Linked DNA regions of Mus musculus: region 1 is linked to region 2. A link is a contact called in public HiChIP or PLAC-seq data. All regions are on one chromosome and are shown on one strand. The core of a region is the stretch at or near the end of the contact, and the rest is flanking DNA. Distances in the headings are between cores, read along the strand shown.

What was found. HiChIP or PLAC-seq counts read pairs in DNA pulled down with a chosen protein or histone mark.
Region 1: a contact with region 2 is called in an H3K4me3 HiChIP or PLAC-seq map of the SCID.adh cell line, with 9 read pairs. The contact joins the promoter of Bloc1s5 here to the enhancer-like site in region 2. A contact is called at or near these places in 3 of 484 Hi-C or Micro-C datasets (LSK cells, muscle stem cells and myeloid progenitors), 2 of 115 datasets of contacts at active chromatin or transcription factors (the SCID.adh cell line and embryonic stem cells) and 3 of 9 other capture datasets (adipose tissue, liver and pancreatic islet).

The regions. Positions count from the first base shown.
Region 1 is chr13:38,632,644-38,637,311 of GRCm38.p6, forward strand. Bloc1s5 (biogenesis of lysosomal organelles complex-1, subunit 5, muted) reads right to left here and starts at 2,449. Exons shown (of 5, transcript NM_139063.3): 1 at 2,293-2,449. The coding sequence starts at 2,398.
Region 2 is chr13:38,544,851-38,549,442 of GRCm38.p6, forward strand. No RefSeq gene overlaps it. Among named protein-coding and RNA genes, the nearest start is that of Gm40922, 7.7 kb to the right of the region's middle. Within about 2 kb of position 2,086, at least 44 of the 459 cell types and tissues checked have an H3K27ac peak or open chromatin away from gene starts, as enhancers often do. A contact at or near this core is called in the SCID.adh cell line, where this site is marked.

The sequences.
Region 1 (4,668 bases), core at 1,199-3,698, 88 kb after region 2:
GTGTTCCTGAAGTGCCAGAGTGGTCTACTTCTATCATGTCACATCCCACAAGGTCCCCAAATCACCTCATCTCCAGTGAGTATCTCCTTAGGCAAGCTGTTTGTGATATTTACACAGCACCCCTACCACTATCTCTTTCCACGTGACTGAGAAGCAGTTAAGGTTTGTCGGTTTGGAGACATCTGTTTCTACAGTCCGATGATAAAAAGGAGCCACTTAAGACTCTGCAGATTAATTTAGTTCTACACAGAGGTAGATTATCAGTCACTCCTAAAACTGCAGCTGTGGGAAACTATGGGGGAACAGATCATGAAATACAGATTACCACAGAAGTTACGTTGTGTAAGGACATTATAATAAATCCATTGTAATAATTCAGAGTTTGTAAGAGTCCAAATATTAAATATAAATTCTGCTAGCATAACCATGTACGTGTAAAATATAGACTTCTATAGATATCTAACTCTAGTCAGGCTATATGCATTCTTTTACTGTTCAAAAAAAAAAGAGTACTGAAATGTATAATCCTTTGATCTCTACTTGTTTGTAACCTAATGTGAAAGCTAGACAAATATCTCCTCACAAAGACACAGAGAAGTGCTTTGATGGAAGAGCCACGGGACTACAAGATGAGACCAAACAGAACTACAACTCTCTTAGTACCTAATAAAGGGAAGGCTGTGTGTGTGGGTCCTGAGTGTGAAAGTGAGAACCAGTCTCAAAATAAAAAACAGAAAAGGGAGTTGGTAATGTAGTCTCTAGTAGTATGGTATTTGTCTAGCATGTGGGAGGCCTTGGCTTGGCTTCCAGTACTGGGGGAGTAAAAACAGTACTGCTTCAAAATTTAAAACTTCCGCCTCAAAGACACAATCAACAGAATGATAGGCAACCAGGCAAGTGAGAAAAATGCCTGCAAACACCTGCTATGGGTACTGAGGAGACAGATGTGTGTGTGTGTGTGTGTGTGTATGTGTGTGTGTGTGTGTGTGTGTGTGTGTGTGTGTGCGCGTGTGTATCAGCATTAATGGTATAGCGGCCAGCAAAGTTGCCTTTCAAGAATATATCAAGAACTATAACTCAATAACAGAATCTACTTACACGAGCAAAGGACTTAAATGGATATTAGATGACTACCTAAAAAATGGGTAGTCAGTTAAGCACATTAACCAAATATTAGAGGAAATGAAAATCACAACAGGGAGTGTCATCTCACACGCATTAGAATAACTAGTACCAAAGACAAGAGTTGGTGATGACAGGTGACTAGAAAATGGTATAGCAAATACAGAACATGCCAACTCCTCAAAAAGTTTAAAGAATAATCAAATGACCCAAAAATCCACTACTGGAGATACAGTCCCAAGAACTGAACACAGGACCTCCGAAGGATGTCTATATATTCATATTCAAAACAGCCTTATTTCCGAGAGTGGAGCTGTCCAAGTCCTCAGAGGCACTGGACCAGTCAAATTCACAGTGGCATGAGGAGTTATGGTTTAATGCATACAAAGTTTTGCAAGATGAAAAACATTTGCGGATGGAGTCATGGTGGCCCAACAACAGCCATACAACGACTAATCTTCACTGAGATTGCACAGAGAAAGAATTCTAACTTAGTCTTAACACACACACACAATACTACTGGATCCCAAATTAAACCTAAGAAACAATGTGAAACACAGTTTAAACAGTCGCAGCCAGCTCAGCTGGGGCCGCCCACAGATCTGGTAAGAGTAAAATGGGAACCGCACAGATGGTAAGCCACCACTCTCCAGGCAGTGTAGGACTGTAGCCCAAAGTTGGTGGAATAGGCGGGTTGAGCAGGGAGTTGAGGGAAGCAGTGGAAACTGCAATTGGAGGCTTCTTCGCGGTTAACGGGGACTTCTGAGGTTTAGGAATTAAAGCTAGTTGTTATTGTAATAATTTAGGTCGAAATCTACTAAGGCTGAAAGGGGACAGCTCAGACCGGTACACTGTATGGTACTGAGCGCTGTGTTTCAGGACGTTTTCCCAAGTGTTCTTCCTGGCATGACCCCCAAGGCGCAGAGGACAGAGGACGAGAGGGTGAAGGACCGAAGTCACCCTACTACGTGTGGGGCTCCAACTAGTTCCCATTCTCCGCTTGTGCGCCCTTCGCCCATTGCACGTAACTGGGTCCTGCGAGCTGGGACCTTTCGTCTCGAGGCGGGCCAGGCAGCTGAGGGCTACAGGGGAGCCGGGGAGCACCAGGAGGGGCGGTCCCCAGCACGCTGCCCCCACCCCGCACGGAGGACCACGCCCTCCACTCCGTACCCTTGATAATGAGGTGCGCCGCACCCGGAGTCCCCAGTGAGTCCCGCTTCTTGCCGCCCTGGGCGGCGTCGCACGCTACAGGGGTCTCGGTGCCTCCGCCACTCATCCCGACCAGTTCCGCCCACCCGCGGCGTCCACGGCGCAGGCACGGACCTTTAGGGAGAGAGACGCTCTGGTGTTACGTCATCACAGGGCGTCGGAGTCGTTGGGTTCGGGGAAGGCGCCGGGAGTGTAGCCGATGCGGCCATGCTGGATGAGGGCAGATGATCTGCGTATGGGAGGTGTTTGAAAATTACTTGTTTCTCGGTTATCCCATCCTACGCCGGTAGGAACTAAACTCACTATGGTTGGAGCAAGGCGCGGCGAGCAGAAGAATAACAGTAGTAGTATATACATAGTTTCTACATTGTTACTGGCCACCACTATTTTATAAAGCATTTTGACATGTATTGTCACCTTAGGGTCATCATAGCAACCTGAGGAGACAGATCATAATTTTTTTAACAAATAAAGCAACACGGTTAGAGGTTAAGAAACTCGTTTTTGTTTTGTTTAGGTTTTTTGTTGTTGCTTGGTTGGGTGTTTGAGATGGTCTCCCTAAATTAGACTAATAAGTGCTGACATTTGATATATTCCATAATGTTCATTTTCTCAACAAATTGTCATGCTTCAAAGAGAGCAATGCACGGCCTCCCAGTGGTTTTTACCTCCTCATCATCCAGGGGTTCTTCCTTAGGACTCAGCTGTGACCGCTTCCTCCGCTACTCTCTTCTGAACAATGAACAATGTCATCCTAAAGGGTCTTAGTCCAGTCTGAAGGAGGAACGTAAAGCGACATAAACGGCAGGAAGAGGAATCGTTCCATACCTGTGGATACTAGCTGTTGAGGGGATCAGGAAAGACTTCCCAGAAAAGACCAGTGTTTGTCTCCAGTCTTGAAGTGAGACATGGAGAGAATAACTAGGTGAAGCAGGAATTGGGGGATTATCGCAGAAGAAATGGTAAACCCCCAAAGGAGGACAAATAAAAAATTTAATTTCCTAGCTTTTTAATCAATATGTAGAAATCATAGTTTTCAAAGACATTTGTTATTCTCCTCACTTCCAAGAAATTTCATATTCATTTTTCTGCATTGTAGAAAAAAATTTCTTTCCCTTTGCATAATTTCCTTTATGACTGTGCACCATGAAGACTCACTACAATATGTGAAATTGAATGCTTTTCTTACATTAATGTGGCTGTTTGTTTTTTTTTTTAAATGTTGATTCTGGATTTCACCTCTGAAATTTGCCAACTCTGTGTTGTGATAAAGAAATTCTAGTTGCCATAATTAACACTTTGGAAATAGAATTGGGTCTTCAGATAGTTTCCAATAAAGCGTCAGCGAAGGCAAAGAAGCCGGAACCTGAGCTCTCTGGATCCCAGCATTCCTGCCCTCCGGCAAGGACATTCTTGGAAGCACGGCTTGGGAATTCCTGCTCTATTTCACCAGTTTCTACTTCCTGTTCTCACCAATACATTGTTACTTCTGGAATAGCAACAAGAAGACAAGGCCAGTACTCAGTACCGATTTGCAGTTACGGCTGACTTATGATACCTGTCATCAACAATGTGACATTTAAAAAATACTTTCTATGACTGAATCTGCGAACACAGACTCGAACAAGGGCTGACTTAGGAAAATCTCCATTTTCAGATGAAGAGACCTAAGGTCAGAAGGGCCACAGCAGTTCCTGCCTTCTCAGTAGAGACATGCCACATGATGGATTGTGAGGATTAATGTCATGTTTTAAGTTTAAATTACTGTGCTTAAAACATTAGAATTATAAAACAAAAAGGCCTGTAAGCCTCCCTTGCCCAAGGAATAACTTCCAGAAATAACTTCCTGGAATCCTTGGGGCTGTTATCCATGTAAGATAACAAATCACGTTTTGCTTCTTCCAACAAGCCTAATTACCCAAACTGCACAGGCTATGCTTGATCACACATAGGTGGGAGGTGTATAGACAGTAAGTCCGTCAGAATAGATGTTTGCTCCTAACCGTACACAGCCCTGTGGGTTTTGCTTTTATAAGCCTCTGACTAAGGTAATTCACTAACATTCTCTAGGCATCCCTGGTATGGACCGGCCCAGTGTCCATTATCCTGGCCAGTATTATAATAAAACTAGCCTCAAATTTTGATCAACATATTTGGTAGTGTTCTTAATTCCCACATGTGAGATTATCAGCACCTCCTGTTAGGAGACGGATTTGTTTCTCTTCACCTTGAATTTGGGCTGGCCTTGTGACTTGACCTTTGACCAGTGGAACACACGGTACTGATGAGTGGGTTCCATTGGACCGGGCAGCATCCTGCTTTGTTTTCTTGCCAGGA
Region 2 (4,592 bases), core at 836-3,335:
TCTTAGTTCTAAAGATTTACAAATATCTGGAGAGCTGTGAAATCGTGCACCTTGGTGCCAGTGTTCTAGGTCTTGAGTGTCTGGTATTTACTGGGCTGTGCCTTCTTGCTTAATGCTTAACTAAACATAGACGGTTCCATAGCTTCACCCATGAAAGTCAAACATAATATAAAATACATCAAGGACGTGTAATGGTGGACGCACCTTAATGATGTAATGAAGACTTTTTTTTCTACTAGATTAAAAAGTCTCTGTGATTTTTATAAACATGGTGGCATGGTTTCTGTGGTCCAGCCAAATTCTGACTCTCATCGGCTTCCCCCCACCTTACCAGAAAGAATAGCATGGCAGCTAGAGGTGGGCGAGGTTGCTGGGTACAGCCAGGAAGCTCCTAGGGTCCCCAGCAGAGCCAGCTGCATGTCGCCAGAAGTGGTCACTCACATCTGTGTCACTAAGGCTTACAAGTGTGGAATTTCTGACTTACAGGTTAGCTTTGCCAAAGTCTTGCTGGCAGAGGTTTTTGTCTGCAAAATAGTCATGCTAATGAGGCCCTCAGATGGATTTTTTTTTTTAAATACCCTATACTCTCTGGAAACTTCTGTTGGCAGAAGGGGAGGAAGAAATCTACTCTTTCCCCAGGGAGGAAAAATGTTTCGACTGTCTGAGTTTGTCCTTCTTCTAAGACACTAAGAGCTGGGTTTTGAAGGCTTTGTTAGTGATAGGATCTTGCCTTAGGGCTCTGAAGCCAAATCCGCATGGGACTGTCCTTGAGAGTCTTAAGTGATCCTTCCTAGTCACAAGGGTGTAATTCTGCCTGGGCAGGCTGAGTGGGTCTGGGCTCAGAGCCCTGGCTGTTGAACATGCTGTCTATTACGAGCTGAAGTCCTAAACCCAAGGACCTCAGAGTGTGACTGTCTGAAGACAGGGCCATGCAAGAGGCAACTAAACTAACAGGAGGGCATTTATAGTCCTTTCTATAGTCATTTATATAAAAATGAAGAAGATATAAGACACAGGCACACACAGAGGGAGAGGGGGTCACACAAGAGGAAAAGGGAGACCATCCCTTCTACAAGAAGAAAAGCTTCAGGATGTAATGAAGATCTTTCCTACTAGATTATAAGTCTCTGTTTTCTTTATAAAGATGGTGGCATGAACTTCCAGTTTCTGCATCTCTGTTAAAAAATATTTTCCTAATCTTTATGGTCCCCAAATTATAATACTTTATTATGAAGACCATATTAAAGTGAACCACGATTTCCCTTGGTGACACCAACCCCAGGATATGCTGCCATTTTGGAGACATGGATTCCTAGAATGAATGATTGGTGGCATCGTGGCTTGGGCCAATTGATATATAGTTCTTTGAAGAAAGTATCTTTTATCTTCACCTTTTTTCTTTCTCTTCTCTTCCTCTTATTCCTCTTCCTTCCTCTTCCATCTCGTGTATCCCAGACTGGTCACAAACTACATAGCTGAAGACGACCTTCAAGTTCAAATGCTTAGATTCTGGGATTACAGGTATGCATCATCACACGCAGTTTATCCCATGCTGGGGATTTAAACCCAGGGCTTCTTGCATGTGGGGCAAGCACTCACTCACCCAGCTGAACAAATCTCTAGCTCTGGCTAACAGCAAGAGATGATAAGAAAGGTGAACAAGAAAGAAGTCTAAGCTAGCTCTAGACAGTGTCCTGTCTATGAAGGAGACATCCTGAAGTCTCCACTGCCCAGACCCTCTGCTGAGGAGAGTACCCCAAGGCTCTCAGAGACACACATCATGGGTGATGAAACTGCCAAGAGACATTTCTGTTAGTGTTTGTAGAATAAAGGAAGCCACATTTCTTCAGCTCACTTTCAGGCATAGCTAATCTATCTGTAACATCTAAACTTCTTTCTAACACCAGAATAACTTTTATGGTTTGCTCTGTGTTAGGTTACTTTTCTGTTGCTGGCATAAAATATGACCGAGAGCAACTTAGAGACAAAGAGTTTAATTTGTCTTACACCTCCACGGGAAAGTCCGTAAAGGCAGCAGGTGTCTGTAGAAGGCAGCTGGCTGGTCACATTTTGTCACCACATCAGGAAACGGAAGTAAAACTGAAATGGGGTAAGGTTATACACTCTCAAAACCCACCCCAAGAGATGTACCTTCTCCAGCAAGGTTCCCTGTCATACTCAGTCCAAAGAGTGCCACCAACTGGGGACCAAGCATTCAAAGATATGACCCTCTAAGAGAAACTTTTCATTCAATCCCCCCTACACACACACACACACACACACACACACACACACACACACACTGGCACATAACATTGTTATGATATTCTTTTGATTATAACATACTTAATCATTGTGTATTTGATGGGCGCTAGGCTCTTTCAAAAGATACTTGAGGTTTTCAGATCCTGACAAGAGCTACCAATAAAGGATACCTTCAGACTACAAAACATGTGAGGGTCCCTCTCTTGATTATCAACTGGCACTACACCTGGTCCCAAAGCCCAGCCAGACCTCAGGGACCACAGATAGGTTAATGTGGCAATGGAGACTCTTACTGGCTGTCCTGGGTATTCCTACTGAGACTAACAACATGTACTCAGGCAGGTTAAGGAATCATAGGGATCATGACAGGAGCCTAGACCCGATCCAAGTAACCCCAGAGTTCCTGAACTTTCTCCTGGCTCACTTGCAGCAGCTACATTCTCTCCTCATGTCTTTGATATTGCTCCTTTTTTTTTTTATTTTCATGATCTGTGATTGCATTAAATTATCTTCTTACTGTTGATAACTTACAAACTAAGGAGGCAAACCCACTTAGTAGGTGCCTGTAGGGTTGAACCAAGCTCCCAGCAAATATGTTGTATTTTCACGACTGTGTTCACGTGCTTTCACAATGCCATTTTGAGGGAGATAGCATGACCTAATGTTGGTGACAGCACAATTTTATCCCACTCAAGAGAAGAATGTTGTGATTGCAACAGAAAGGAAATGTGTGACTTTCATCTGAAAACCTAAATCCCATTTCCAGCCATCATCTCAGCCCCTGAGTGGTTCGGGGAGTGGAAATTACTGCGAGCTGCTGAGCAGCAATGATGTCATCTTGCCACCCACCAATGTTTTGGTTTTGACAGCCCAGGAGATGGCTTCTACTCAGAGGAACATAGCTTCAACTAAGTTGACAAGTTTCGGGGCATTTGAAAGGAAGTATATTCATAAAAAGTTATTCTCTTCTCTGTTTTCTCTTTGGGTTTGGCAACTCTTGCTACAGTAACATTACATCTCTGACAAGGAGCCATTAGCTTCCCAGGGAGCCTCGGCCAGTGGCGACCCCTGTGTGGAATTACAAGAGTTTAGGTCTCCGGATTAGAACGTTCCCACTTTAGGGCTCTGGAGACAAAGAATTAAAGTCTATGTGTTGTTATTTGCCACTCCGGCTGCAGTTTATAATGCTAGTTTCCAGGCTTTTTAGTGTGGCCGCTCAGACACAAGGTGCCGAAGTTGTCATGGGTCATCAAGAGTATTTCCGGCCTGCTCCCCCTGCATCTGCGCCTGCGCGTGTGGGGATGCTGAACGTATTTGTTTTTTTTTTTGTTTTTCCTGTTCTTTTCTGTGAAAGAACTCACGCTTCGGCATCATTTAGAACATGAATTAGGGAGCTATATTTACCAGCAATCCTAAAAGTGGAGATAAAAGAAAAAAGCAATCCCAGAAGTAACTATCTGCACCAAATCTATAAGAAGCTCTGGACACAAATGAGACTTTGAAAGGAAAAAAGAAAATCCCTGTATACCCTCTTTTTACTCGGGACTTAGTCTAGTCTAGGCAAGGATCAACAGGAAAAAAAAAAAAAAAAAAAAACGGTTTTTAATTCTTTATTAGTTTCTTTCTTCCCTATCGACAATCCCTCCCCCCACCCCCAGTGGATTTACAACCTCTATGTTCAACCACTAAACATTACCATTGATGCCAACAATCATGTCTAAGCCCTTGATCTGCACAGTGAGGCCTGTCTGCTACAGCGCCCCCTCTGGTGAGGAAGACTCCCACCAAGTACTTGGCATAACTGGAAGTGAGAGGGACCATTTGTGCATCTCATCACCCTGTTTAAGGGGTTGTTGAGTACTGATTCTTCGCACCCATTAGCTGTCACAGAAAAGGTAGAACAACACACGGTGTGTTTCTTAGAAAGAAGTAAGGATCAAGCCTAAAAATAGTCTTCTCCTTCCTATGCCGCCCACCCTGCCCCCGGCTTTCTTTCTGTCTGGTTGCTATGCCGCCCACCCTGCCCACGGCTTTCTTTCTGTCTGGTTGCGATCCTGGTCATCAAGCTAACGTGATTTGCATTAAGTGGACTAGGGAGTGTAGTTCCCATGGGCTGTGAGCATAGCTGCCATCCTTAAAATCCTCTTAAGTCCCTATCCAGAGACCATGTAGCCTACTGACTTATACCCTCTAAAACGTTACTGGATCTGAGATGCTCAGATTTCTCTTGATAAATCTCCCAAAGCAGCCCCCGATGGGAGTATTTTTTTAATTCATGAATTTAATATGAGCATTCAAGTAAATCATTCTTTATATGCTAGTTAAGA